Regions from separate parts of the Mus musculus genome. Here all the other regions are linked to region 2. A link is a contact called in public promoter capture Hi-C data. All regions are on one chromosome and are shown on one strand. The core of a region is the stretch at or near the end of the contact, and the rest is flanking DNA. Distances in the headings are between cores, read along the strand shown. Region 1 holds the start of Tmem123 (transmembrane protein 123). Region 2 holds the start of Dcun1d5 (DCN1, defective in cullin neddylation 1, domain containing 5 (S. cerevisiae)). Region 3 holds the start of Birc3 (baculoviral IAP repeat-containing 3). Region 4 holds the start of Cep126 (centrosomal protein 126). Region 5 overlaps Yap1 (yes-associated protein 1). Region 6 holds the start of Cfap300 (cilia and flagella associated protein 300). Region 7 overlaps Tmem123 (transmembrane protein 123).

Region 1 (3,832 bases), core at 940-3,439, 580 kb before region 2:
TAATGTATGCCACCATGTCAAGCAGAATAGTATTTTAAAAAGCCAAAAGTTCAATGGCATTATTTCCTCTTTTCTACAATACCCTGGACAGCAGGTGTGGCATGATGATGAAATGGTTGAGATTGGATTCTGCTCTGAAGTCAAAGGTGTAATACTTGTTTTACTTTAAATAAGTTAGCTTACTGCATGAAGTCTAGGATTTCTCAGCTATGAAAAGGAGATGGCTGGTAAGGTTTCTAAGGGTGATTTACAAACCTCAATTTAGCATAGTGGTGGTGGTGCGGAACAATGGCAGAAAATGAACCTGGAATATTAGCTATGTTTCAGAACACTGTTAAAAATCACCATGTATTGTAATGCCAATTGGACTAATTACATGCTGTACATAAAGACTACAAATATTAGTTATTTGGTTTTTTTGGCTTGCTGTTAAAATCTTTAGATATTGTCTCCTTTAAGTAGCCCTGGCTGGCCTTAAAAAGTGCCTCAGATTAGCCAGAGGCCTGGTCCTGACACTCCCTTAACAACACCTTCTTTTAGCACAGTTTGAAGGTATCTCTATAGAACTGAATTGGTTCTATTAGTTCATGAAATCATGGCATCAGAGCATTTCAGGTTTTCCAAATAGCACTAACCTCTCTAGTGAGACACTCACAATCAGAGCATAGTGAGAAAGTCCAACAGCAACAACAACAAAAATGTTTTGAGGGCAAAAGATAGAAAAGGGCACTCCACTTCAATCAGTAATTCGTGAGAGGAAAAAAATCTGTACACACAAGGCAAGCAGCTGGGTAGGATAAAGGCCTCCTCCCATAAGCAGTCTAATATTTGCTCTAAGACAGAGTCTCAACATTCTTTCCTTAACTGATCTCAGAAGTAGTCCTGCAATTCCAGTTTGTCACTGGTACAAGTCAAAAGAGCAAACATAAAACATAACCAATCGAAGTGAAGAAGCCCTGTAATCCCCGAAGTAGAGTTAGGCATATCAGAAGTTCAAGGTTATCTTCAGCCACATAGGGAGTTCAAAGCCAGTTAGGGCTTCATGGATACAAGAGATCCTGACTCTACAAAACACAGTGAAATTCAGCACAACAGAAATAGGGTTGTTTAATTCACCCAGATTATTCCAGCCAAAGCAGGTGTTGGGCCTAAATCATCTGCTTAAGTAAACTCACTGGTTATCCCTTCATAGATGAGACTGAAAAACACAACAGATGACTGAGCTGAAAATCACAAAGACTTTGGTCATTTAAAGTTTCTTATCCTAGTTTACTATTTCCCTAGCGACTGGACTCTAGTAGATGACAAGGGACAATAGAATTTTCACAAACTCAGAGTTCTTCTCAAAGTGTTCAAAACGTCAAGGTTTCGAAGAGAAACAAAATCCCCAACACAGAAGGCTGTCAACATCATCTTGTTATGACCTTAATGATGACGTCGTAGGCTCTGGACCACAGGGACCTCAAGGCTGCTGCGTATGCAGCAGTAGTGACTACAGTCCGAGCACAAGCCTCATCTGCGCAGGGGAACAAGGCGCGTACACCCAAGGTTCCCACTCAGCCGAACTGGCCCTGGAATCCAACTTGAATTCTGGGAGTACCTTCAGCAGGAAGCTGTGTGGGTAGACAATCAGACCTGTTTTTGCGGCAGTTAGCGAACAAATTTCAATCTACAGGTCTTGCTACCAGCCACAGAACTACAGTGAAGAGGACCAACTTGAGTCTTCGGCTGAAGGGCCATCCCAGGGAAACTCAGCAAGTTCTGCACACCACGCCGGCTTGCCGTCCCCAAGCAGGGGAGAGACGGAGTCTCGCTCCGCAGGTGGCCCGCGGGCGAAGAGGGAAATGAGGTTGGGGTGGGAGTCTACCGTGGACGCGTGGAACTTTCCACGCGGACGCCGAACATGGAGAGGCAGGCCGCCGCAGTGCGCTTCCTCTGCGCCTGCCAACTTACCCTGAGCGTCGGTCGGGTCCTGCGCCGCCCCTAGCAGCGCCAGCACCTGCAGCACGCCCAGCAGCAGCGCGGCCCGCGCGCACAGCGCCATTGTTCCCAGGGCCCCTGAGCGCCCGCAGCAACCGCCCGGCGCCCAGAGCTGCTCTCCGCGCACGCGACCGCTCCGCGTCCCCTTCCGCCCTTACCGCTCCCCTGCAGACGCCGCCGCCAGTCCCCCCAGTGACCAAATAGGGATAGGCCAGGCGGCCTGGGGCGGGGCCAGGGCGTGGTCGGCAAAGTCAGGAGGGGCGTGGCCCACAGGAGGCAGGGCGGGGAAGAGCTGCAGGGCCAAGAGAGGGAGTGGCTCTGAGAAAAGAGGAGAGCCGGGAGAGGGCGTGGCTTACAGAGGCGGGGCAAGGGGGACAGGCCTCAGACGGGAGGGGCGTGGCTCTCTGAACAGTACTGAGGAGCGGATAAGAGGCGGGGCTCTCGGAGGCGGATGAGGTCGTGGTTTTGGGAGTGGCGTGGTCCGGACTAAGTGCTACGACAGCTGTGGCTCTATCTCTGACTTTCAAGGGGTAGTCGTCTACCAGGACTTCCTGAAGACAGGCTTTATTTAGAAGTTTTCGGGTGGGATTGGCATGGTTGCGGCGCGGAGTAAGAGAGGGAGTCACAGACTGGATGATTGCAGCCTCTCAGAGGAGTGAAGGAAAGTCAGACTCAAAAAAGTTTCAAAGTAACCGTCATGATCTTGGTACTCCACTTGTGCCTCCTTTTTTCTACAACTGGAAAAACATGTAGAGTGGGCGGTGCAGTTTGCAGACCAGTTGGAAACTTAGCACCTATAACCTAGATCCCTGTCTTCTAGAGTTCGCTGTCCCGACTCAAAAACAGCCTGTTGTAGTCTAGTTTTTTGGCAAAATCCCTCGTAAGCCCTAGGGCCAATGCTGCATTTTGATTCCACTCAGAATTCTAAAATTATGTGTCTAGTACACATCACTCAACTAACGTGGAAGATGGACACAGCTTCCACAGGGTATTGCAGCTCTCTAACACCTGATCCAGGGCATTTCAAAGATAAGCCTAAAACTTTGTTATGAAAAATACTTTTCGACTTCCACAAAGCTTCTTTGTTATAGATGTGTGATGATCATGGATTAATTAGGCCCGTTTTCTCTACATTTACAAGACATATGAAACTGCAACCAGCCAACCTGAAAATACCAGCATCTACCACGGGCTTTAAAAAACAGCTGTGTGTTTAGGATTTGATGGTTCTATTTCTGAAGAATCTAGCCAAGTGCTTCCAGGCATGGACTAGGAAGGATCATTCTGTATTCAGAATGAATGCTTGCCCTGACTCCAGTTTTTGGAACCCAGTGCTCAGTGTGGTGATTTAAAGAGGCGGGGTATTGGAGAAGCGACTGAGCTAGAAGAACAGGGATCTCAACAGTGAAATAAGTGCCTCATGAAAGTGGCCTGAGACCAGGGGCCTTCAACAGACACCAGGTCAGTTGCTGGCATTACCTTTGACTTCCCAAGAAGAAATGTTTCAAGAATACTGATGTAATCTAACCTTACATGTTTACACAGTTCCCTAGCTGGTGTAGTAGCGAAAAACTGTAATTCCAGTACTTAGGAGACAGAGGCAGGAGGATTGCTGAAAATTCAAGGCTAATCTGAGCTATATAGCGAGTTCCAAGATGAGCTCATCCATAGTAAGACCCTGTCTCAACCAAACCGGTCAGGAATGGAGGCACAGTCCCTTAACTCTATCACTTGGGCGGCTGAAGGAGGATTGGAATTCGTGGTCATCTTTAGCTTTATAGCAAGTTTGAGGACAGCCTGAACTATATCAGACCCTAACTCAATAAACCAACCAGTCGATAAAACAAGCAAA
Region 2 (3,656 bases), core at 580-3,079:
CTGAAGTCAAATGATACTGCTCAGCCAGCTGTTTTAACTGACTTAATTTAAATATCTTAGATATGATTCTCCAAGAGCTAATACAGTTAAGAAAAATGTATGCCAAAGGGCATAATGAAAACTCTATTTTATACATCACCCAAAAAATATTACCTAGACTCTTTTGCTAAAACACAACAAGGGGAGAAGAACAAAGCAATCAATTACAAAAAAGATTAGGATGAAGCAAGTCACCTTCATAGTTTAAGCAGTCCATTCTTCACTGCATCTCTCCTTAAAGGGAAATCTCCTTTGTCTAGTGCAGCCTGTCTTTTTTTTTTAATTAGATATTTTCTTCATTTACATTTCAAATGCTATCCCAAAAGTCCCCTATACCCCCCCCCCCCCAGGCCTGCTCCCCAACCCACACACTCCCACTTCTTGGCCCTGGCTTTACCTGTACTAAGGCATATAAAGTTTGTTAGACCAAAGGGCCTCTCTTTCCAGTGATGGCCAACTACGCCATCTTCTGCTACCTATGCAGTTAGAGACATAGGTTCTGGGGGTACTGATTAGTTGATATTGTTGTTCCAGGCTGTCTTGTTGTAATGGTAGTATTTGTCACTTTAAGTGTCGACCATTAATACAAAAACAACTCAAAGTGTATGGGAAGAAGCCCACTTCTCAAAGCTAAATCGCAATGACTTTCTGAGGAATGAATCTGTGATGATTGAGTATATGCCACAAAGCGAGTAAAGGGCTCTAACTTACAGTTCTGCTTTGTTTTCTTTTCCCCTAAGAGAACATGGAGCACAATAGCTTGCTAACGCCTAAAAGGAGGTTGAGAGCTACCAGCGTCTTAATGCCAGAAAACAAAAACCACAAGGGCCTTTTCCAATTAAGTGTACGGAACTGGTACAGGTGAAGTGGAGGCATTGGTGCGTCCAGAAGCCTAGGCTCCAGCGATTTAAAAGGCCTCCTGCTGGGATCGTCCAGGTTAGGCCACTTTAAATGCTAACTCGGGAGACCAATTATAGCAAAGGCTTTCTTTCCATCATTCCCAAGGCAGCTGTCAAAACTCTTCAAGCTCTGCTCCTTTTTTCACACTCTGACATTTAACAATGTGGGGACCAAGCCAATTCTGCTCGATTTAGTGTGACACAAGGACGCCGTGAATCTTGGCAGATCCGCGCTCACTTCTCGGTTGGGAAATTTGATGGAGAATGCATACGTACGGTCGTCTGTTTCCTACCCTCTGGGCACGCAGACAACAAAGTGGGACGAATCTCAGAGCTTGTCCAAGTACGACAGAGAGCACGTACAGGCGAACACGCGGTTCGGTCCCGCGCGGAGCGGAGACTGGGCGCCTCACCGACCGCCTCGCCTGAGAGGGCTCGCCCCTCTCCTCCCGGCTAGCGGCCTGTCCGGCCCCGGGGGAAGGAGAGAGCCAGCGGGGTGGGGACAGGCAGTACCTGGGGATTTTACACTTTTTGAGGCCCGCGTCTTCCGCGACCGCCGCTGCCACTCCGGGAGCTTTTCTCTTCTTCTTCACTGGCATCTTCCGCCTTCCCCGGCAAGGTAGACAGGGCGGCCGGGGAGGGGTATCGCGCTCCGCCGCAGGCCCCGCAGCGCCGGCTCCCGCCTGCCGGGGACCGCAGCGGAGGCCCGAGGCGCGACCCCGCCCCGGGTCTCCTCTTTAGGGGCGGTTCCGGGCAGCGCAGCGCTAAGGCCGGCGGTGTCGCGGCTCGGGCTTTTCCAGGAGCAGCGAACGCCGACAGCGCGGCACCTACAGTAGCAGCGAAGAGCAGGCGGCTTAGCCTGACCCGGAAGCGGATGGCTCTGGACCGGAAGTGACGTAGAAAGGAAGCTCGCAGGGCCTGGAGCGGTCTCTCTACTTTGGGATTTTTTGTCTCTGCAGGTGGAGCCTGAATCTCCGGAGATTTTCTGGCGGGTTTCCAGCGGGAAGTCCTTTCTAGAAATCATAAACGCTCCACAGCTGGCGAGCGAAGTAATCTGGTGAGGAGCCATGCGTGAGTGTGCCCACTCCTGACGTGCAACCGCTCCAGTTTTTTCGGGTGTTCTTGGTGGGCCTGAGATCAACTTCTCGCGCTCCTTGTCCTTTTCTCCCTCATGCTCAGGGTCAGTTTATGGCTTCCTCCTGTGCTGAGGCAACGCCTCCATGTTTTACTTCTGAGGAACTCTCCTCTTGGATAAGAGACTGGGAAACGGACTGACTTATTACAGAGGATTTGGGGAACTGTTCTAATGGGCTGCTCTCAAGAAACAGTAATCACGTCACTTCTAATGGAAATACTGCTTATAAGAAAGGTTTGCTAGGTAAAATTATCTCATAGAAGATTCTTAGTGAATGAAGTCCATGTTTGTAACCCAACTGTGACAGAAGACTGTTTCTTTAAATTCTATCCCTGTGGTTCTGTGACTGCATCGTGGGACCCTAATCTAGTCAAGGAGAAAGAAAAAAACCGGTTGTTGTAATGAGTCCTGGATACATAATATGCCCTGGAATTCACAAGTTTCCTGAGAGAGGACACTTCAATGTTTGGTGCATATAGTTAATGTTTTTTTAACAGTGAACATAATGTTCAAACCTATAACCCATTCGACTCTATTATAAACAATGCACGAAACATTGTTTTTACATGAAAATTATAAAATGTAAGCTCTAAAACAGAACTCCCTACAGGAAGTAGACAACTGAAAGATGAAGGGTTTTTTTTTTGTTTGTTTGTTTTATATATGTATTTATTGTGGGGGCACTTGTGTGCCAGTGCTGGGATGACAACTTGAAAGTTCATTTTCTCCATCAATCTTGTCACTCTTGAGGTGGAACTCAGGTTGTGAGACTTGGGAAGGGACATTATGTCTGTGTACAGAAAAGCACCTAGTTATGTGATTTAATTTTTTCTGCTGCTCGTGATAGTTCTTGATTTTCTATATAGTAAATAATGAGAAGCTATGAGGGTGCTGAGTTCTTTGTTATGTGGTCTAATTTTCTTTGACTAAGTCACAAGAAGGAAAGGAAAGGAAGTAGTATTAAAACAAAAGGGTATTCTGGTTTAGATCCTAAGGTACTCATCAACTTTATGAAGAAAAATCTTAAAAATGCATTTTAGCCGTCTGTTAGTAGAGTGGCACAACATAAACAGATTAAGCACACAAGGCTGAAACAGGTCTATTCATTTGACAGTTTGATGATTTGCATATTTCTTAGGTTTAAGGATTGTAGAATGAAGAAATGGAAAACAGAACTTTTAAAATAGTTATATCTGAATTAATGTAGCCAAAAATAGTCCCAGAGATGTGCTAAGTATATATATATATATATATATATATATATATATATATTCATATTCAGTATAGTTTATATTTTTCCTTACAGCTTTAAAAATAGGACTTTTCTACACTTGTCAAAAATAAGCAAGCACTGGAGGCACAAAAGAATTTATGGGTTGCCCATGTGATTGTTGTACTGAATCCATTTGTTTTCCTTTCCAAAAGTTACTGTTGTTTTTTCAAACACTGTAAGTCAAAATTTTATGAGTTATTTCCATAACCATAAACCCAGAGAATTAGTTGTCAAATCAGGACTTTGTTTTTGACATTTCAAGACAGCACTCAGGAACTAATATTGAAGAGCAATACAGAGATACACACTA
Region 3 (3,456 bases), core at 616-3,115, 690 kb before region 2:
TTTGTTTTTTTGTTTGTTTTGTTTTTCGAGACAGGGTTTCTCTGTGCAGTCCTGGCTGTCCTGGAACTCACTCTGTAGACCAGGCTGGCCTCGAACTCAGAGATCCACCTGTCTCTGCCTCCCAAGTGCTGGGGTTACAGGCGTGCACCACCACTGCCTGGCTGAAAGTAATGGATCTTAAGTACTATCTATTTTCAGGCATAGTCTAACTCTGTTCCAGGCTCAGTTGGAGGCTGTCCACTGCTCCAGCTTCTCAAGTTCCACATCACTGGCTTGGCTCTACAACTTGCTTAATAATACTAATGCTAATGCTAATGCTAATGCTACTAATAATAAAGGCCCACAGTAAAATTGTGCAAATGTTGCAAGGGAGTCTGTTGCTCTCACAGGTGTGATTCTGCTCTCAGATAGAGGCTTGAAAGTAGGTGGAAATCTCTATATGATCACAAACGAAGTTCTTCTACTAGAGCTCCTGTTGGAACTGTGGTCCCTCTCAGCTGAGCCCACAATAAGGCATTTTATCTCTAGATTGACCAGGGCAGGTTTCTCACCGCTAGATTATGTCTCCTTAAGTCTGATGCTAATTGGCTGAAGATGGAGGAAAGCAGACAAAGTTTCTCTGTGTAGCCTGGCTGTCCTGGAACTCACTCTGTAGATCAGGCTAGCCTAGAACTCACAAATATCCATCTACCTCTGCCTCCTGAGTGCTGGGATTAAAGGCATGCATCACCACTGCCTGGCAAGAGTCAAGTTTTTACAAGAACATTGATATAGCTAAGCACCTTCCCTTGAAAGAGAAAAAGCTAAAAGAAGGAATTTTGTTTTTCTAGATTTATTCATCCTGTTTATAAAACAAAATTTGACAAGGAAAAACTAAACAAAAATACAAGAAAAAAAAAACCACTAAAACAGATCAGGACAAAAAAAACAAAACAAAACAAAAACCCCAGACTTTTAAAAAAACATATTTTTAAAGATTTATTATTATATGTAAGTGCACTGTAGCTATCTTCAGACACACCAGCAGAGGGAGTCAGATTTTATTACAGAGGGTTGTAAGCCATGTGGTTGCTGGGATTTGAACTCAGGCCTTTGGAAGAGCAGTCAGTGCTCTTAACTGCTGAGCCATCTCTCTAACCCTTTCAAAATATTTTTTAAAACGTATTTATATATTAAATATGTGTACAGGTGTTTTGCCTCACGCCTGTGCGAATACAGGTGCAGTGCCTGAAGAGGCCAGAAGGCCGCAATGGATCTCCTGGAACTGGAGTTACAGATGTCTGTGAGCCATCTTGTGAATGCTGGGAGCAGAACCTTGGTCCTCTACCAGAGCAGCAAGTACTTTTAATTGCTTAGCCACGTCTCCGGCCCACAATCACACCTTTCAAATACAAGAATCAGTGTGGTTCTAGCATTTTTAAAAAACAAAGTCTTACTATGTAGCCCAGGCTGGCCTGGAACTCACAGAGATCCTCCTGCCTCGGCCTTCTGAGTGCTGGGATTAAAGGCATTTGCTGCTACCCGCAGCTGTAGTTCTGATCTTTGAAATAATAAAAATAACCTGAAATTGAGATCCATACGTGTTTTGTTTTGTTTGTTTGTTTGTTTTTAACAAATGTTCCTTTCAGCTCTCTTTCTTGATAAAAACAAAAAGTGAAACCAGAGACTTTTACAGAGTTACTCGGGTTTTTTTCCTCCTAACGTCTTACTTTTTTAACTTAGCAGTTATATTCCGGACAGTTGTGGCTCTTTTTTTACAGTGAAGGACTTGGAGGCTGCAGGAGGGAAGCGCGGTGAGGGTGGGGTGGGGATAGGCCTCTTAAGGCGGAACTCACAGGCTGCACATCTGTTTTCAATGTTTTGTAAGAGCCAAGAGCCTTCAAGTAAAAACTTTCAGTAAATGACACGAAGAGGAGCTGGGTCCAGGAAGTCACGCACAGAAGAGCCACGGAAATCCCCAGCCAGGGTGGCCACCAAGGGTGAGGAGGAAGTGCGTCTGGTTTTCACCCTGGAGTTCCCCGGAGCCCTGGAGGAAAGCACCGCAGGTCTGAGCAGCCCTGAGCCGGGCAGGGTGGGGGCAGTGGCTAAGGCCTAGCTGGGGACGATTTAAAGGTATCGCGCCACCCAGCCACACCCCACAGGCCAGGCGAGGGTGCCACCCCCGGAGATCAGAGGTCATTGCTGGCGTTCAGAGCCTAGGAAGTGGGCTGCGGTGAGTACGCGCGCGCGTGGGGATCCAGCCAGGGTCCCCGTAGTGGCTCGAGGATCACCGGGGTGACTAGATCCGAAGGAGAACCTGCAAAACCCGTTTCTATGCATCGGTGGTCCTGCGGGAGGGCGACCTACAGGTTGGCCACGCTGACCCTGGCTGCCCCCCCTCCCCCCACCCCCTCCCCGCTTGCGGGAGCTCGACTTTCTGAGTCTTTTCCGGTCTCTGACTTTCTGAGTGAGGCGTAGGTGCCGAGAAGTTGCATTTTAATTAGGCTGCTGCGGGAGGCATCTGGGAGACTTGACACAGTGAGAACTCTGGCGTCTAAGGATGAGCTTGTGGAAAGCTCATGGTTGTTTTCTTGGTGGCCAGCTCAGGAAAACACTACAGCTCTTTCTTTTTTTTTGGGGGGGGGGGGGTGTTTCGAGACAGGGTTTCTCTGTGTAGCTCTGGCTGTCCTGGAACTCATTCTGTAGACCAGGCTGGCCTCGAACTTAGAAATCTGCCTACCTCTGCCTTCCAAGTGCTTGGATTAAAGGAGTGATGGGTGTGTCAGAGACCATTTCACACTATAGCTGACTGGGGCTTTGAACTTCGGAAAAATCCTCCTGCCTTAACCCCTTCAGTGCTGGGATTATAGGCCTGAGTCACTGTACTCAATTTCTCAGCAGTGCTCTTAATCTAGCCGGTAAATCTCTGGAGTCGTTTCTGTCTGCCCCAAGCCAGGTTCTGATCATCCGTTGTAAAAAGCAGGTGCCATTACTATCCCCTTTTCGCACCTAGGAAACTGAGGCACGAGTGGCTTTTCTTAGTCTCACTATGGAGCACTGGTTGGGCTGGAACTGGATAAGTAAACAGGCTGGCTTTGAACTCAAGGAAACACTGACGTCTACCCACCTCTGCCTCCAGGGTAATGGGATTAGGGGCGTGTCTGGCCACTTGGTGGTTTTCTTGCCCAACATTACACTGTTGGTGGAAAAGGGACTGACTCTCTTGAAATCCTGTGATGTGAGACTCCAGAGCATGGGAGTAAATTGCCACGAGGTCAAGTTAGCAGTAATAGGGGGAAATTAACAAATGAAAGTGCCATGAACATGCTGGGCACAGCCAGCTGTGCTAAGAAATTCTTCCATGCCAGTGTTTGCTGGGGTTAGTAGTGCAGGTCTGTAATCTTAGCACTTGGGAGGTGGAGGCTGAAGGATCAGGTGTCCAAGGTCAGTCTGGGCTGTGTGTCTCACACAACAGCA
Region 4 (3,645 bases), core at 289-2,788, 950 kb before region 2:
TGTAGCACAATAAAAAGTTCAGTCCCCTGAACACATTCCAACTTGAATTATTATATCTCCATTATTAAAATAGCCAGTTTTAAACAGTTTCAATTGGAAAGTTTATTATTTGAATTGCTTTAAGTTCACAAAGTTGAATGGTGGGTGAGTGATCTTTATTTGGTTTGTACATTCTGCTAGCAATTTGGAAATTTTTATACACAAAAATAAAATGTAAATCTAACATCCAGTCAAATTTTGTGATTTTACACTGGGCTCCAACAAAAAGGCCCAGTTTTGGTCCAGATTTTCATTTATATAGCCATTAACCTAGTGGCTCAAAACTGTTTAATTTTCTATACAGAAGCCATTTCAATACACAGATCTCTTTTGGCATACCTTCCCAGGAGATTATTAAGCTAAATCTGGACTTCTTTTCAGGCCATTTTTGCTGTGATGGTCCATTTGCAGATTCTGGCAGCCAATCAAGGACCATAACGATCTTTTGAAGTGGGACAGCAGAGAGAAAATGACCTAAGTATCAAGAAATGGATGAGAGCAAGTGAGGAAAGAAAATTTCCACTTTGCAAAGCTTTTTTATCTTTCTTTTTCTCCTCTTCTCCCTCCTCTTCCTCTTCCTCCTCCTCTTCCTTTCACCTCTACAAGGGAAAGTAGTTTTGAAAAGAGTGATAATGGGAAAGGTCTCACCATCTAAAAGTTCACCACAGGATTCCATACCTAACAAATTATGCCCCAAATAATCATTTCCAGGCTGTCTGTAATATTTGCCCGTATCTAGGAATTTTCCATTCACTGTCTTTCATCTGTTAATACTCTCAAGAAAACACTCAGAAAAGGGAAGAGCCGAATCAAGCTCTAAAGTACAGTTCAGCTATGCTCTCTCACAACTGCGAGTCATCTGCCCAACTCAACTTGCCCTAACTTGCCTCAGTTTACTTCATCTCAGTTTAACCTCAATTCACCTCAGTTTACTTTAGTTAAGTCAGTATAACTCAGCTTACCTCATTTTACCTTCGTAAATGGTAACTCGCTTTAACCTCAGCTTGCATCATCTTACCTCAGTGTACCTCCACTTGTGTCAATTTCTCTCTGCTTAATTAGGTGTAATCTCAGTTTGCTTAAGCTTGATTGAGTAATTCAGTTAAACCTCAGCTCACCTCAAGTTATCTCATCACACCGCGGTGTACCTCAGTTTACCTCAGCTTCCCTCTGCTTAATTAAGTTTAAGCGCAGCTTGCCTCAGTTTACCTCATCTCATCTCAGCATACCCGTTTAATTCCGCTTGCCTCCGTTTATTTCAACTTCTGTTTACCTCAGTTTACCTTGGCTTACTTTGTCTCACCTCGGTGTGCTTCAGTGTACTTAGCTTGCTTTCCTTAGCTTGCTTCCATTTAACTTGGTTTAACCTCGGCTCGCCGCAGTTTACCTCAGCTCGCCTCGGCCGCCCCTTTGAGCGAGCCGGCCCCTCATTGGCCGCTTCCCCCTCGCAGCCCCGCCCCGCGTTCCGCCTAGTTTCCGTCGCGAAGGACGCGGCGTCGGTTGGTTGTCAAGATGGCTGCGGCGGGGTCGCGGCCGCCACCTCCGCCGTCGCCCTGCGAGGTCGCCGCCCTCGCCGCTGCCGTCGCCACTGTCGCCGGGGCCGCTGCGAAGCCAGGATTGCCGCAGCCGAGCCTGCGACGCCCGTGACGCGAGACCTGGGAGACGCACTGCCCGGAGCGCCGAGGAGAGGACGAGGGAGGCCGAGCGGCCATGCGGACGGCGCTGAGGTGAAGGATGCTGGCGGGCAGGCCCGGAGCCCAGAGCGCAGGCGCAGGCGTGGGCGCCGGACCCCCAGACGCGCCGGGCGCCCGTGACGGCGGCGGTCGGCCGCGACCCGGCGCTTACCTGTATCCTTTCCACGCCCTCCCCCTGGAGCACGCAGGCAAGGGCATGGAAACTGGCAAGTCATTTTCAGTGCGGATATTTGCTTTAGCAGTTCTCACCCCACCCCACCCCACCCCACCCCGACCTGAAGTTACACTTTTGTCTCCTACTTTGTGACCTCTTCCCCCTCCTTCCCACCCCCGCACTTCGACTTGGCTGTCAGATTTTTGTGGATTTTTAAATGCATCGGTCCTGTATTGGACGGGCGAAGATTCGCCTTTTTGAATTACAGCGTTACACCCTTTACTTACAGAGACGTCTTAGTCCTGCTCCTTAGAAAGAGAAATTGCCCGAGGCTAAAATCGTGGGCTGTTCCGTTTTACTTGTTAGCCGCACACCCTTCCCAGAGCTGGAGAACCCTAGTTCGTTCTGATCATTTTGTATCCCATCTCTGTCCACTCTGTTGTCACACAGACGAAAGGAAAAGCAGGGGGCACGAATCTTGACAATCTGGATTATTTCTGATTTTCCATGAGAAATCGTTGAATTTCAATTTGATGTTACTATTGGTAACATAAACATTGTGGAAATGTCAATACGCTTTGTTTTTTAAGTACATAAAGCGGGTTTATTCTTCCAGAGAACATTATGATAATTAGAATTTACCCTTCATAGTCTCAGAAGACTGGCTGGTGGTGATGATGTTTGCTCATGTTTTTCTCAGGAAATGGAGTCCCTTCCACCACTACCAGCCTCCCTCCACTTCCTCAGCCCTAGGTCCCACCTTCTGCTAGGATATGCTCTTAACAGTTTTAACAGCAAATCATGAGTTTTCATCAAGGGTCTCCTCTTCGGCTGACCCTCCTCTGGGCTCTAAGAATGCAGGTACGTTAGGGCTCCGTTAATGCCCAAATACTCTCTCCTCAGGAACTTGTCTTCCATCCCTGGGTCATTCTGAGTTCTGAACAGTAGCCTAGGCAGTAGCAGCTGCTAGCTTTTGTCTTCTTGTCATTCCTCTTGCTGCTTCCACAAACTGTCTTCTTTTTTTTTTTTTTTTAAAGATTTATTTATTTATTATATGTAAGTACACTGTAGCTGTCTTCAGACACTCCAGAAGAGGGAGTCAGATCTTGTTACAGATGGTTGTGAGCCACCATGTGGTTGCTGGGATTTGAACTCCGGACCTTCAGAAGAGCAGTCGGGTGCTCTTACCCACTGAGCCATCTCACCAGCCCCACAAACTGTCTTCTTAAAGTGTACTCTGAAGTACTCTGCCTTATGAATTCAGCTCTTCACCTTTGACATTGTGTTTTTTTTTTTTTTGGGTGGGGGGGGTTGACGCTGGTGGCCCTGGCTGTCTCAGAACTCGATCTGTAGACCAGGCTGGCCTTGAACTCTACCTCCAGAGTGCTGGGATTAAAGGCTCCACTTGTCTGGCATTGTAACTTTTTATACACTGAACTCTTACTACATTATTCTAATTTGTCTCTAAATCAGGATGTAAGGAAATGGCTCGTGACAAAGCATCCCTCTCCCCTGTTATTTTCGTTAATGACATACCATTTTTTTAATTTATGTGATAAGAACATTAAGCAGAGCAAGTAGGAGTAAGGAGACAAAATTTAAAAGAATGGCTGTAGTCAAAGTTCTAAGAGACGGTGAAAGAGTTTTAAGTGGAGGCAGTAGGAAGATGTTTGACTAGATCTGACAAGGAGAATGCATTGTATGATAGCTACTTGGGTTGATAACCTAATTGGAGAAAGACTAAATGAGGAAGTGGAT
Region 5 (3,545 bases), core at 427-2,926, 790 kb before region 2:
TCACAACGATCAGACAACAACATGGCAGGACCCCCGGAAGGCCATGCTTTCGCAACTGAACGTTCCTGCGCCTGCCAGCCCAGCGGTGCCCCAGACGCTGATGAATTCTGCCTCAGGTGAGCACCACCCTGTTGGGAGAGCCACGTGCATGCTGTTTGTATCCTTGTCTTCCTTTCTACCCAGAGCCAGTTGAAGTTAAAGTAGCATGCATTTAGTCTTAATCCATTGAGGAGACTGATAATTGGACAGGAGTTTTCTAAAGCTCAGGCTTCCTGTAGTCATGTGGTTGTAAGTTGTTTGGTGTTTTTACTTTTGGTTTTTGACATCATATTTGTTTGTTGTGTGTGTGTGTACTTACACAATGGCATATGACAACAGCTTTAGAGAGTCTGTTCTCCTACCATCACGTGACACTCAAGGATCACACTCAGGTCGGTAGACATGGCAGCAAAGCACCTTTACCCCTGAACGCCCCCTTCCCCAAAGCATTCCTGAGATGGTCTAATGTAGTGATGGCTGACCCAGAAGCCCCGCTCCTCCTGCCTCTACCACCCTGTGAGTTTGTGTTTGAGTGCTGCTGTCTTCCGTCCAGGATCTATGATGGCCTTGACTCATGCATTTGTAATATGAATAGAAAGCACGTAGTTTATTTTAATGCTTTAAGGATGAGAAGAGCACAGCTGTATGGCACGATTGCCTTAGGGGTGTTAGAGTCCAAGCTTTGGTATTCAAAACTCCCTTTTTATTTGTTTGGTTTTGAGATGGGATCTGCCAGAAACTAGCCTCAAACTTGCCTGCCTCTGCCTGTTTGTGTGCCATCTTGCTAGATTCAAACTCTTTTTAAAGCAGATGTTTGTATTACCTTGACAGAACCTATAAGGATACTGTGTGCCATAAACCACTGAGCACCTACCCCTCTTACTTCTAGATGTAGCAGCATGCATTGCTAAACCGTCTTCACTGCTGGGTGCAGTGAGGGGACCCTTTAATCCCGGTACTCAGGAGGCAGAGCTCTGTGAGTTTGAGGCCAGCCTGGTCTACAGAGTGATTTCCAGAACAGCCAAGGCTCCATAGTGCACGCTGTCTCAACCAAACAAAAGCAAACACAGTTATGTGACTACAGCTTTTCCTTGTTTGCATAATGAGCAGTAATCCTACTCACTAGAGGAGAGATGGATGCTACAGGAAGTTATCGATTCATTTAAAGCCCTTATGTGTTTAAGTTTCTTTTCTGTATATGAGATTTTTTTATTTGATTTTTAAATAATGTTTTTAGTTGAAATGTATAGGTTTTGCCTGTATGTATGTATGACATACCATGTACATAGGTGGCCATGGAGGGCACATCTGGAAACAGCAGTTAGAGATGGTTATAAGCCACCGCATGGGTGCTGGGAACCCATCCTGGTTCCTCTGCAAGAGCAGTAGGGGCTTTTAACCCCTGAGTCATCTCTCCAGCCCCATAGAAAGAAAGCTTTTGGCTTAAATGACAGGTAGTAAGCAAAAGCCTCTTCCTTGCCCCCAATCAGGTGCAGTGAGCCTTTCTCTTTGTTGAATGGGTCCAAGGCCACACACAGCTGCCTAACTGGAGCTTCTAACAGTGGGCAGGAATCTGGTAGCAGACTTGACTGGAGGGTTTGCAGATGTGAGACCTCCTCCTGCCCTAACCTCACGCCTGCTTTGGTTGAAAACAAGCTTTAAAAGGTGATGGCTGAAAATGAAAGTTAGGGTAGAATGTGGGGTTGAGCAATGCTAATTATAAAGGTGACTTGCTGAAGAATAAGGTCCCACAGCTGGCATAGACTTTGGCACTCTCAGAATCTATTTGATTTAAATCCTAGAGTTTAAAAGGTGAAAATGACGTGGGTATTTTTCACTGGTAGTTTTACTTTGGTAACTTTTTTTTTCTTTAACTACCAGATTTCAAATAAAAGTCAGTAGCAGACACTTCCTTACTGTGGAAGATGAGGGCAGCCTGTGTTCACTGAAGTTGGTTGACTCCTTTTAGAACACTGTTTTATCACAGTGGTTCATCCATTTGTTTATCCTTACCCTTCCATTTTTTGGTTTGATTCTTTTGAAAGAGTTTCTCCATGGAGCCCTGACTATCCAAACTCACAAAGTTCCACCTGCCTCTGCCTCCCTAGTGCTGGGATTAAAAGTGTCTGTGACCATGCCCGTCAATAAAAATTATATTTTGATTGTTTGTTATTATGTATGGGGGAGAGGCTTCAGTGTGTCAGAGCATAAGGTTTGGGGTTGGATTCTCTTCTGCCTCAGGTCTAAGAGTTGAGCTCAAGTATCAAGCTTGGGAGGCTTTACCAGCTGAGCCCTATGTTCTCCCCTGCAGCCTCCCACTGAGAGTCAGAGGTGTAACAGCAGCTGGTTTTCAGGTGATAGAAGTCTGTATTTAGAACTTGCTAGGAGCTCTTAAGACCCCACTCCTAGTCTCTAAACCATGTGATAAGTGGCAGAGGGGACAAAAGAGGACAGGGTGACATTGGAGACCAGAAACTATGGTTTGCTCATAGAGATTTGTTTCTAGTAATTACACTGTCCTTTAAGGAGGACTTTGTGGTTAGACGGTACAGTGAGCTAGGAAGAGATAGGTCTACAGCTGTGCTGAAACAAAGGCCTTAAAAATATAATCACCAACTACTTCAGAAGGAAGCTGTGTAATGACACATGCCAGGAAGCCAACACTGCAAGAGCAGAGGCAGGGGGATGGCTGCAGTGAGACCTAGTGCTCCCTACACACACACACACACACACACACACACACACACACACACACAATTGTGTTCAAGACTCCAGGGATACCAAGTCAGAACTGTCCAGGTCACCTATAGAATACAGGAGTGTTTTAAATGGCAAGCTTTAAACTAGTGTGTGCTGTAAATGGTCTCTAACCATGTAAGTAGTTGGTTATACTGGATTACTGTGAAGTAACAAAATATCTATACATTTTAATATACAGTTTTAATTTTTTATTTAATTTTTTTTTATACATTGATGGTTTAATCAATGCACCTAAAACTTGGGGATCGTGGGAGCCTATTATATGTGGAAGTCTCCAGAATAAAACAAATTTTAGCCAGAGACCATGCTACTTGGTCTATTCAGTGCTGATGACACTGGTGGTGTGTGTGGTGTGACTAAATCTGGAGGTTTTTTGTTTTCTCCCAATAGAGAATTGAGTTCCTGGCCTCACCCAGATGTGGGAAAGACTCTTCCACTGAACATTGTCCCCGTGTCCACTCCCCCAGCCCCCGTCTTCCCCTCCTCCACTTACACTGGGGCTTCAGCACATACATACATACTCTCATTTGAGATCATGTCTTGTGTATCCCTACCTGGCCTTGTACTAAGTAGCCAAAGCTGGCTCTGAACTCCTTCATCTTCTTCCTCTCAGGTGCTGAGATGTGAGCTACCATCCCCAGCTACTTCACATAAATTAAAGAATATTTTAGTCCTTCTCCATGTAGACATTTCAGAGTGAAATAAATGTTTTGAAATGAAAATTAGAAGAGCTATACAATCTTGGA
Region 6 (3,928 bases), core at 294-2,793, 860 kb before region 2:
CGGTTGTGACAAGGAGTCAGTTGTGACAAGGAGTCGATTGTGACAAGGAGTCAATTGTGACAAGGAGTCGATTGTGACAAGGAGTCAGTTGTGACAAGGAGTCAGTTGTGACAAGGAGTCGATTGTGACAAGGAGTCAGTTGTGACAAGGAGTCGATTGTGACAAGGAGTCGGTTGTGACAAGGAGTCGGTTGTGACAAGGAGCTGGATAGTTTTATGTCAACTTAGCACAAGCTAAAATCATCTGAGATGAGGAAATCTCAGTTAAGAAAATGCCACCATAAGATCTGATAACAGGGAAGTTTCTTATTTAGTGATTGATGGGGGAGGACCCAGTCCACTGTGGGTGGCGCCATCTGGGCTGATGGTCCTGAGCATTATAAGAAAGCAGGATGAGTAAGCCAGTAAGCAGCCCCTTCCATAGCCATCGATTCCATCAGCCTACCCTGTGTGAGTTCCTTTCCTGACTTCTTTGACAATGAGCAATGATATGAAAATGTAAGTCAAATAAGCCCTTTCCTACCCAACATACCTTTTGGCTATAGTGCTTCATTGAGGCAATAGAAATCCTAAGAATCTTACAATAAAATTTTGTTTCCTTTACAAAAACACTTATGAGAGGCTTAGAGACATGGCTCAGCGGTTAAGAGCTCTCTCTGTTCTTGCAGTGGACAGGGGTTCTCAGTATCCACAGGACAGCTCACAACTGTCCTTAGGGATCTGATGCTCTCCTCTGGCCTCTGAGAGCACCAGGCTCCCTTGTGGTACATAGACATGCATACAGGTTAACACTCATATACACAAAAAATAAACAAAGAATTCATAAACTTATGAATGGGAGGACTGGGAAAAAAAACCTATATAAGAATGTTCACCACTGCATTCCTAATAGCTTCAAATTGTAATAACCCAAAAGGATAAACTGTGGAATAATATTCGTGGCACACAAAGTAACAGTGATAACAAGCCTCTCTCCCTCTGTCCCCCTCTTCCGAAGCTTCCCCCTTCTCCCCCTGTCCCTGCTCCCTTTTATTTGACCTTTTGGTTCTTAAGGTTCAAGCAGAAGGAAATGAAGTTAGTAGAGGTAAAAAAATTCGTCCACCTAAATCCTAAAACAGCTCCTAAACAAAAACAAGTTGGCTCCTGAATGAGATTTTCAGCAGGTAAGCATACATCCCACACTGATTAGCAGCGTGTTGTGGTGTAGTGCTCGCAGGAACCTGCCTGAGATGTAAACTTCAAAAGGAAAAGAGCCACAGACGAGATTATGTTCCTAAGCAGTCCCTTTGTCTTTCAAACGAAACCAACTTAATTAGACTTTTGCTTAGTGCAAAAGGAAATTGTCAGTTTGAAACTGTAGGTTTTGATATTAGGTCACTGGCCAGTGTCTAGAACTAAGAGTTCCTGTCAACACAAAGACTGGCAACCTCCTTCCATTTCCTAACAGCCAGGCTAAGAGTCCTCAGTGTAAAGGCAGGGACCCAAAATGCCATGGCGCATGCGTACTGAGCCAAGGGGCCCACTTCTCTCCCAGGCCCCGCCCTCTGAGCGGCGCCCCTCCCCCTGAACGTGGTGGCAGGTCCTACCGCTGTGTCACTATGGAAACGACTACTGCTTTCTTACCCTGGTCATAAGCAGGATGGCGGCTGGGGAGCCACGGGATGGAGGCGGCTACTACTTCAGATTCCTGCCTCATAGAACCTTCTCGTCGCTGAGCGCCCGGGAGATCACCAGCCGCCTCCGCCAGTGGTGAGGGCCGAGGGGCGGAAGTGGCCATGCGGCGGGCTCAGGTCGGTGGGCTGGGGCCGTGGCACCGCGCTCGTGTCCTGGGGTTCTCTCCCTGTTCGTGTTCGTGTCCGTGCTCCGGGACTCGGCTCTGCGCTCCCTCAACTCCGGCCAGGGCCCGCTGACTCTTCCCCCTCTGCTAGGTCCATGCTGGGCAGAATCCAGGCGCAGGCGTTCAGCTTCGACCAGACGTTCCAGCCCTACCAAAAGGATGATTTTGTCATGGTTGGTATTGGGGAAAGGGGGAGGGGGGGGCGCTCTTTTGGATGTTCTTGGGAACACTCCATGACATGTTCTTAGACTTTGGGAGTAATAAAAAGTGCAGGTTGGGTTTTCTTTTGTTTTGTTTCTTAGGGGGCTTTTTGACAGAGCGACTCATTCTGTAGACCAGACTAGCCTGGCATTCACTGGGATCCTCTTGCCCCTGCCACCCAAGTGCCACCATAACCACCTTGCCAATGTCTTTTACCTACCTTCGGAATTCTGCCTTAGATAACTTTACAAGTCTGTAGTTATTTTAGACAGTGTCACTGTGTAATTCACGATGGCCTCAACTCGTATCAGTCAGTCATCCTGCTTCCGAATCCCAGTTCAGAAATACAGGCATGTGTTACCGATGTTGACTGAAAATTCAATGGGACTTTTTTTTTTTTAACAATCACATCTTGTTTTTAAATACTACTACGTGGACTTTATTAGTCTTAACTCCAAATACTTTTGGTTTCTGAAAATCAAATTCACCCTGAGAAGTGGGCATCAAGCTGTAACAGTAGTACCCAAACAGGATTTCCTCCCAAAGGTTTTGAGCAATGGCCTGTTTGAAAAAAACCTTTAGCTAGAAGGGAATTCTTTAAAGAAGGCAAAGTTCATTCAAAGGTGTGAGATTTTTATGTGCATCTTAAAACCGAGCCCCATTTTGAAATGTTGCCTCCTACCCAACAGTAGGTAAAGTGTTCAGTTTTGTGAAGTGACCGTCATTCCTTGCCATTCCTCTGAGCATTGACTTTATAGCTGACATGTAATCTATTCACTCTGTCACTTTCTAAAGGCCCACTGTGTGCTAGGAATATAGCTTCCTCAATAGCCAGAGATAGAGACCTTGGAAGAATGTCTTGGGCCCTCTCCAAAATGCCAGCAAATAACATTAGTCTTCTTACCCACTGCCATGAGTAAGGAGAGCAGGAAAACAATCCATCGATTGTCCCTGCCTCTGGATAGGAGTGGTTCACTTCCATGGACCCTGGACAGGTGAAGCCTGGCCAGCTTCCCTTAGTCCCTTGTCATGACCCTGTCTCTTCTAAAGACACCTATCAAACTGAATCAGAGGTCTGACCTACAAGAGAATAACATTAACATCTACAATGACCATCTTTCTGAGCACACTTTGATGCTGAAGAAAGGACATGAATTCTGAGCTACGTTTTCTAATCTGTTTGCCATAACAGAGGGCAAATTGGTCTCATAGTCCATTTCCTGTTACCTGTGGTAGGGTTTTAATGCCATATTATTACTAATGGCATGTCTTAGGCATGGTTAGATTTTGATAATCTACCAGTACTGACCCTCCACTGATTTTTAAGATCAAAATTTTGAAATGCTACATTATTTTCTTTTTCTTTTTATTTTTGAGACACAGTTTCACTGTGTGGCCCTGGTGGCCTCAAACTCACAGAGATCTGCCTGTCCAAGTGCCGGGACTAAAGGTGTCTGCCACCACAACCAGTTTTTTTCTTTGATACTTTTTGTTGTTTCCATATATAACATTTAATATACCTGTTTATTCAGTAAATGCTTGTTAAATGCTTTCTATATCCCACTTGGAAGTTGTTAAAATGAGCTCTCATCCTAGTTTATGAGGCACACACAGTTTCAACAAATCAGTCTCCACCACATACCGAAGTAGTGTAGATCCTGTAGAAAATGTCCTGGGCACAGAGGGAACTGTCAGCTGATACAACGTGACAGAAGGTATACTTTTTCTTTCCCTTCTTCGTTTTGGTTGCTCAGTAGAGTTCTTCGGTGGACTCAGTATTCATCCATAAAACTCACCAGATTTCTTTCTGTAACTCCAAGCATTCACTTCTTTCTAATTTTAAGTTCTTCCTGGGCTAAAGATGCAGCTGAATTGGTACAGTATGAGTTTA
Region 7 (3,628 bases), core at 255-2,754, 600 kb before region 2:
GAGATTATCTTCTAAGAAAGAGAATATGGTACAAGCCATGCCTCTGAGGCTAGCTTCCACAGCTCCCTCCAGAAGCAGGCTGTTGGGGACACTTACTACTTACCTTTCCCGTATAAGCTGGCCATGTCAGTCACCCGAGAGGGGACTCCTACTTGGTCACACCTATATAATCACTGCCAACATTGAACTGGCCCTACTGGAGTTACTAATTCCTGATATATATGGATGCCACATAATGGGATATTTTTAAACAACCACGCTCAGAGCTCTGAACTTGCAGTTATATTAGAGACAAAGCCAATAACATGGCATGTCTCTCTGTTATTCACTCCAGTGAACACTGGCTGTATCTAGGAGTTACTGGAAGGAATGGGAGGAGGCCAAGATCCTTTCGAGTTTTTACTTTAGATGCTAAAGCATCACTTCAGAGAATAAATGCATACATTACTAATGTCCACAATTGTCCAAAGGCCTAGAAAGATTTTAAACAAGACACACTCTGCAAGGAGCAGGGGAGCCCTGTCTGAATGGCACAGCCAAGTCTAAGACCTTATAGCCTCAGAGTCAGAGGGATGGCAAAGCCTTTCTTGGACCCAAGTGTTGACAGTGTGTGCAGAAAATGTCCACCAGAGCTCCCCCCCCCCTTCCCCATATTTACAGCCTGAAGAGTGTTCCCCTACAGAGACTACAGTTACTGAGACTGTCCAGTGATATGCAACGACCCATCCCTCTATTCAATAGCTCTATATAATAAACACACAGAGCCTCCAGGGCTGCAGTGTCTCCACTGAGTGCCCAGACCACCTGACCCCAGTTTTCTCTCCTCCTGGCTTATGTATTCCTAAAACAACTGAATCTCTACTCTTGTAAAAGAAAAGTACAAAATATTTTAACTTTAGACACATTGTGAGCAAGCTCTATTATGTGGTTTCCTGGCTGAGTACTGATTATAAGAGGCAAATTGAGGGTGGAGTGGGCAATCAGAGGAGGCATAATCCTGGTACAAAGACAGATGACTAACAGACAGACAGCTAACTTAAGCTATTTGAAGCTATTAGACAATGGGAACAGAGACCCCTACAGATGTCTGTGACTGAGGGATGTCTTAGGAAGCACTGTACATGCATGCAGAGCTCACCTTCTGTGACCCTGGGCAGGGCTGTTACTGTCATCCTAGAGAATGGAAATCAATGTGGAACAGGACACAGAAGACTCTGGATTCCTTTCCTGAGAATTCAAATTTCATTTTTGGAAACACTACTGCTTTCCAGACTTCATACCAGTCGATGAGGTTCACCTGGACATCCTACCTAACACCAGGAAGCCTGCTTAGAAACACAGCATTCTAAGGCAAAGGACATGTTCATCATCAGTGTTGAGAAACACCGAGAAGGCAGAACATCCATCTTTGTAAAACTCTACAAGAGGAAATGAAGTCCTGGTTGTATCAGTTTTCATGGTCAAGAACAGCAGGGCATACCACATCCTTATCAGTCAGCCACATGAAAGCCTCCAAGGGCCAGGCGCATTAGAAATAGACTGAGCAACAACAATATGAACTAACCAGTACCCCCGGAGCTCGTGTCTCTAGCTGCATATGTAGCAGAAGATGGCCTAGTTGACCATCATTGGGAAGAGAGGCCTCTAGGTCTAGCAAACTTTATATGCCCCAGTTCAGGGGAACGCCAGGGCCAAGAAGTGGGAGTGGGTGGGTAGGGGAGCAGGGCGGGGGGAGGGTATAGGGGACTTTTGGGAAAACATTTAAAATGTAAATGAAGAAAATATCTAATAAAAAATAGAATAAAAAATAGACTGAGCTCTGTCCTGGCACATTTTCTGTGTAGCTTTTCCTGCCATAAAGTAACCTCTGTGGTTACTGCATTGGATTGGATGCAAGACCACTTGTGCCACGCCTGGCAGCACCATGCAGTGCGGGCTCTACCACTCACACTGTGAACACACAGGGAAGATCAGCTTGGCCCTGGGGAGCACTCAGGCTTGCTTCCCCTCAGCTGAGCTCTAATCTTCAAAAGACTTGTGTCACTTCCCTCCTACCTTGCCACACCTCCTGTCAGGCCTGTTCAAGGACTATTTCCTCTAAGATTTTCTTCAAAGAATTTGAAAGAGACATATTTTATATGAATATATGGTTTGTATTTTTTGTTTTGTCTTGTTTTTGAGACTGGGTTTCTCTGGTTGTACTGGAACTTGCTCTGTAGACCAGGCTGGCCTCAAACTCACAGAGATCCACCTGCTTCTATCCCCTCCCCCCACAAGTGCTGGGATTAGAGTGTTATCAATATGTTTTTTTTTTGCACGTATGTAATTGCACCATGTGCGTGCTTGGTGCCCACAGAAGTTTGAAGGGGGCGTTGGATGAATGGTTGTGAGCCACTATGCAGGTGCTGAAATCTAACCTGGGGCCTTGGTAAGAACAAGCACTCTTAACTGCGGAGCCATCTCTCCAGCTGCAAGGTAGGACTCTGAGGAGAGGGCCCTGTCCCCATTTCTAGGAGTCTTGTAGATTCCATTGCACTAGGTTTTCACCTCACCCTCAACATGGCCCCAGTGCCAGATGCTTCTCCCAGTATTTGCTCCTCCCTGACCTGAGGATAACCTGTATCTGCATTACCACATTTATGCTTGTCCATTATTACAGTTTTCCTTCTTCCTACCTTCCACCTCACCTGAGGCATCCTAGCAGTTTTTATCTATGTCCAATTACGTCTCTGTGCCTTTATGGACCTGAAAAATTTCCTATGTCATTTGGGATACAAATGAACCTCTGTTGCCACCAACAAAAGAATATCCAGTTCAACAGCAGAACTGCCAGCAAACATCACTAAGGCAGCTGGCGATTTGTAGCTTTAAGACTCTTAAGTAGCCATGGTGCCCTAACTCCAACCTTGACTTTTCCACTCCTGCATGCTGGACTCCATCCTAACAAGGATGCTAGTAGGTTCAGAGTACCTGCGCGTGTCAGCTGCTGCTCCAGGCATTTGCCTGTACTAATTCTGATCCTTGTAACCCCAAGAAGCAGTACTAGAAGGAAACTGAGGCACAGACCCTAACGCTGTACAGTAACTTCCCTCCTCCTAAGTACACAGTAAAGTGCCACTCCCTGGGGGAGGTCTTGCTTAGCAGTGTGAGGCCTGGCTTCCATCTTCACCATGTGTAGGAGGCAAGGGGGCAAAGCCAGGAACAGACAGTAAAAGTCTAAGAGCTACAGGATCCAAAGGGAATTTATTAATCCCAAACACTGTCTGCACCTTACAGTCAAGTCAGGCGCTCTGCCTGCGTGAACTTCAGGCCCTCCCTGTGGTCAGAACCTCCTCTCATGCATATGGGTGCTCACCGCTCAGAAGCACAGGAGGTTTCCACCACCTACACTTGTAGTGACCTGAATGAGAAACGTCCCCCACAGGCCTTTGTTCTGGAACACTTGGTCCCCAGCTGGTAGCACTTCAGGACAGAGCCTCGATGAAAGAAGTAAGTCACTAGGACAGGCTGTGTCCCATTTCTTGTCCCCCGTACTTCCTGTGTGCAGATGAAATAGGACCCGCCTGTTTCCTGACTGCTGGGCCAGCTCCATGCTCCTGCAGCTCTGCACCCCCTAACCTTCAAGCCA

Evidence for each region. Promoter capture Hi-C pulls out the DNA fragments that hold promoters and counts their contacts.
Region 1: a contact with region 2 is called in a promoter capture Hi-C map of pre-B cells. The contact joins the promoter of Tmem123 here to the promoter of Dcun1d5 in region 2. A contact is called at or near these places in 8 of 39 promoter capture datasets (the C10 cell line, the HPC-7 cell line, HPC-7-derived erythroid cells and 6 more), 5 of 484 Hi-C or Micro-C datasets (CD4 T cells, embryonic stem cells, erythroblasts and 1 more), 10 of 115 datasets of contacts at active chromatin or transcription factors (bone marrow-derived macrophages, cardiomyocytes, double positive thymocytes and 7 more) and 3 of 9 other capture datasets (adipose tissue, liver and pancreatic islet).
Region 3: a contact with region 2 is called in a promoter capture Hi-C map of pre-B cells. The contact joins the promoter of Birc3 here to the promoter of Dcun1d5 in region 2. A contact is called at or near these places in 15 of 39 promoter capture datasets (the 3T3-L1 cell line, 3T3-L1-derived adipocytes, the C10 cell line and 11 more), 8 of 484 Hi-C or Micro-C datasets (B cells, CD4 T cells, CD8 T cells and 5 more), 11 of 115 datasets of contacts at active chromatin or transcription factors (DN3 thymocytes, acute myeloid leukemia, bone marrow-derived macrophages and 7 more) and 3 of 9 other capture datasets (adipose tissue, liver and macrophages).
Region 4: a promoter capture Hi-C map of liver shows a contact between it and region 2, with 3 times the contacts expected there. The contact joins the promoter of Cep126 here to the promoter of Dcun1d5 in region 2. A contact is called at or near these places in 7 of 39 promoter capture datasets (cranial neural crest, embryonic stem cells, erythroid cells and 4 more), 1 of 484 Hi-C or Micro-C datasets (embryonic stem cells), 3 of 115 datasets of contacts at active chromatin or transcription factors (large pre-B cells, stem cell-derived neural progenitor cells and trophoblast stem cells) and 1 of 9 other capture datasets (adipose tissue).
Region 5: a contact with region 2 is called in a promoter capture Hi-C map of liver, with 2.3 times the contacts expected there. The contact joins the enhancer-like site here to the promoter of Dcun1d5 in region 2. A contact is called at or near these places in 8 of 39 promoter capture datasets (the 3T3-L1 cell line, 3T3-L1-derived adipocytes, cranial neural crest and 4 more), 2 of 115 datasets of contacts at active chromatin or transcription factors (acute myeloid leukemia and extraembryonic endoderm stem cells) and 1 of 9 other capture datasets (adipose tissue).
Region 6: a contact with region 2 is called in a promoter capture Hi-C map of pre-B cells. The contact joins the promoter of Cfap300 here to the promoter of Dcun1d5 in region 2. A contact is called at or near these places in 1 of 39 promoter capture datasets (pre-B cells), 1 of 484 Hi-C or Micro-C datasets (regulatory T cells) and 2 of 115 datasets of contacts at active chromatin or transcription factors (astrocytes and large pre-B cells).
Region 7: a promoter capture Hi-C map of hematopoietic stem and progenitor cells shows a contact between it and region 2, with 2.7 times the contacts expected there. The contact joins the enhancer-like site here to the promoter of Dcun1d5 in region 2. A contact is called at or near these places in 8 of 39 promoter capture datasets (3T3-L1-derived adipocytes, the C10 cell line, the HPC-7 cell line and 6 more), 4 of 115 datasets of contacts at active chromatin or transcription factors (bone marrow-derived macrophages, double positive thymocytes, large pre-B cells and 1 more) and 3 of 9 other capture datasets (liver, macrophages and pancreatic islet).

The regions. Positions count from the first base shown.
Region 1 is chr9:7,762,434-7,766,265 of GRCm38.p6, reverse strand. It overlaps Tmem123 (transmembrane protein 123), which reads right to left and starts at 2,189. Exons shown (of 5, transcript NM_133739.2): 1 at 1,954-2,189. The coding sequence starts at 2,044.
Region 2 is chr9:7,182,678-7,186,333 of GRCm38.p6, reverse strand. It overlaps Dcun1d5 (DCN1, defective in cullin neddylation 1, domain containing 5 (S. cerevisiae)), which reads right to left and starts at 1,829. Exons shown (of 8, transcript NM_029775.3): 1 at 1,452-1,829. The coding sequence starts at 1,537.
Region 3 is chr9:7,871,579-7,875,034 of GRCm38.p6, reverse strand. It overlaps Birc3 (baculoviral IAP repeat-containing 3), which reads left to right and starts at 1,865. Exons shown (of 9, transcript NM_007464.3): 1 at 1,865-2,212.
Region 4 is chr9:8,132,339-8,135,983 of GRCm38.p6, reverse strand. It overlaps Cep126 (centrosomal protein 126), which reads left to right and starts at 1,538. Exons shown (of 11, transcript NM_001045524.2): 1 at 1,538-1,886. The coding sequence starts at 1,774.
Region 5 is chr9:7,970,367-7,973,911 of GRCm38.p6, reverse strand. Yap1 (yes-associated protein 1) reads left to right here. Exons shown (of 9, transcript NM_001171147.1): 3 at 1-116. Among named protein-coding and RNA genes, the nearest start is that of Yap1, 32 kb to the left of the region's middle. Within about 2 kb of position 1,676, at least 7 of the 459 cell types and tissues checked have an H3K27ac peak or open chromatin away from gene starts, as enhancers often do. A contact at or near this core is called in liver, where this site is marked.
Region 6 is chr9:8,040,490-8,044,417 of GRCm38.p6, reverse strand. Cfap300 (cilia and flagella associated protein 300) reads left to right here and starts at 1,543. Exons shown (of 7, transcript NM_199017.3): 1 at 1,543-1,748; 2 at 1,928-2,009. The coding sequence starts at 1,639.
Region 7 is chr9:7,778,812-7,782,439 of GRCm38.p6, reverse strand. The region is part of intron 2 of Tmem123 (transmembrane protein 123); the gene reads right to left. Among named protein-coding and RNA genes, the nearest start is that of Mir5618, 3.8 kb to the left of the region's middle. Within about 2 kb of position 1,504, at least 74 of the 459 cell types and tissues checked have an H3K27ac peak or open chromatin away from gene starts, as enhancers often do. A contact at or near this core is called in the HPC-7 cell line, double positive thymocytes, hematopoietic stem and progenitor cells and 2 more, where this site is marked.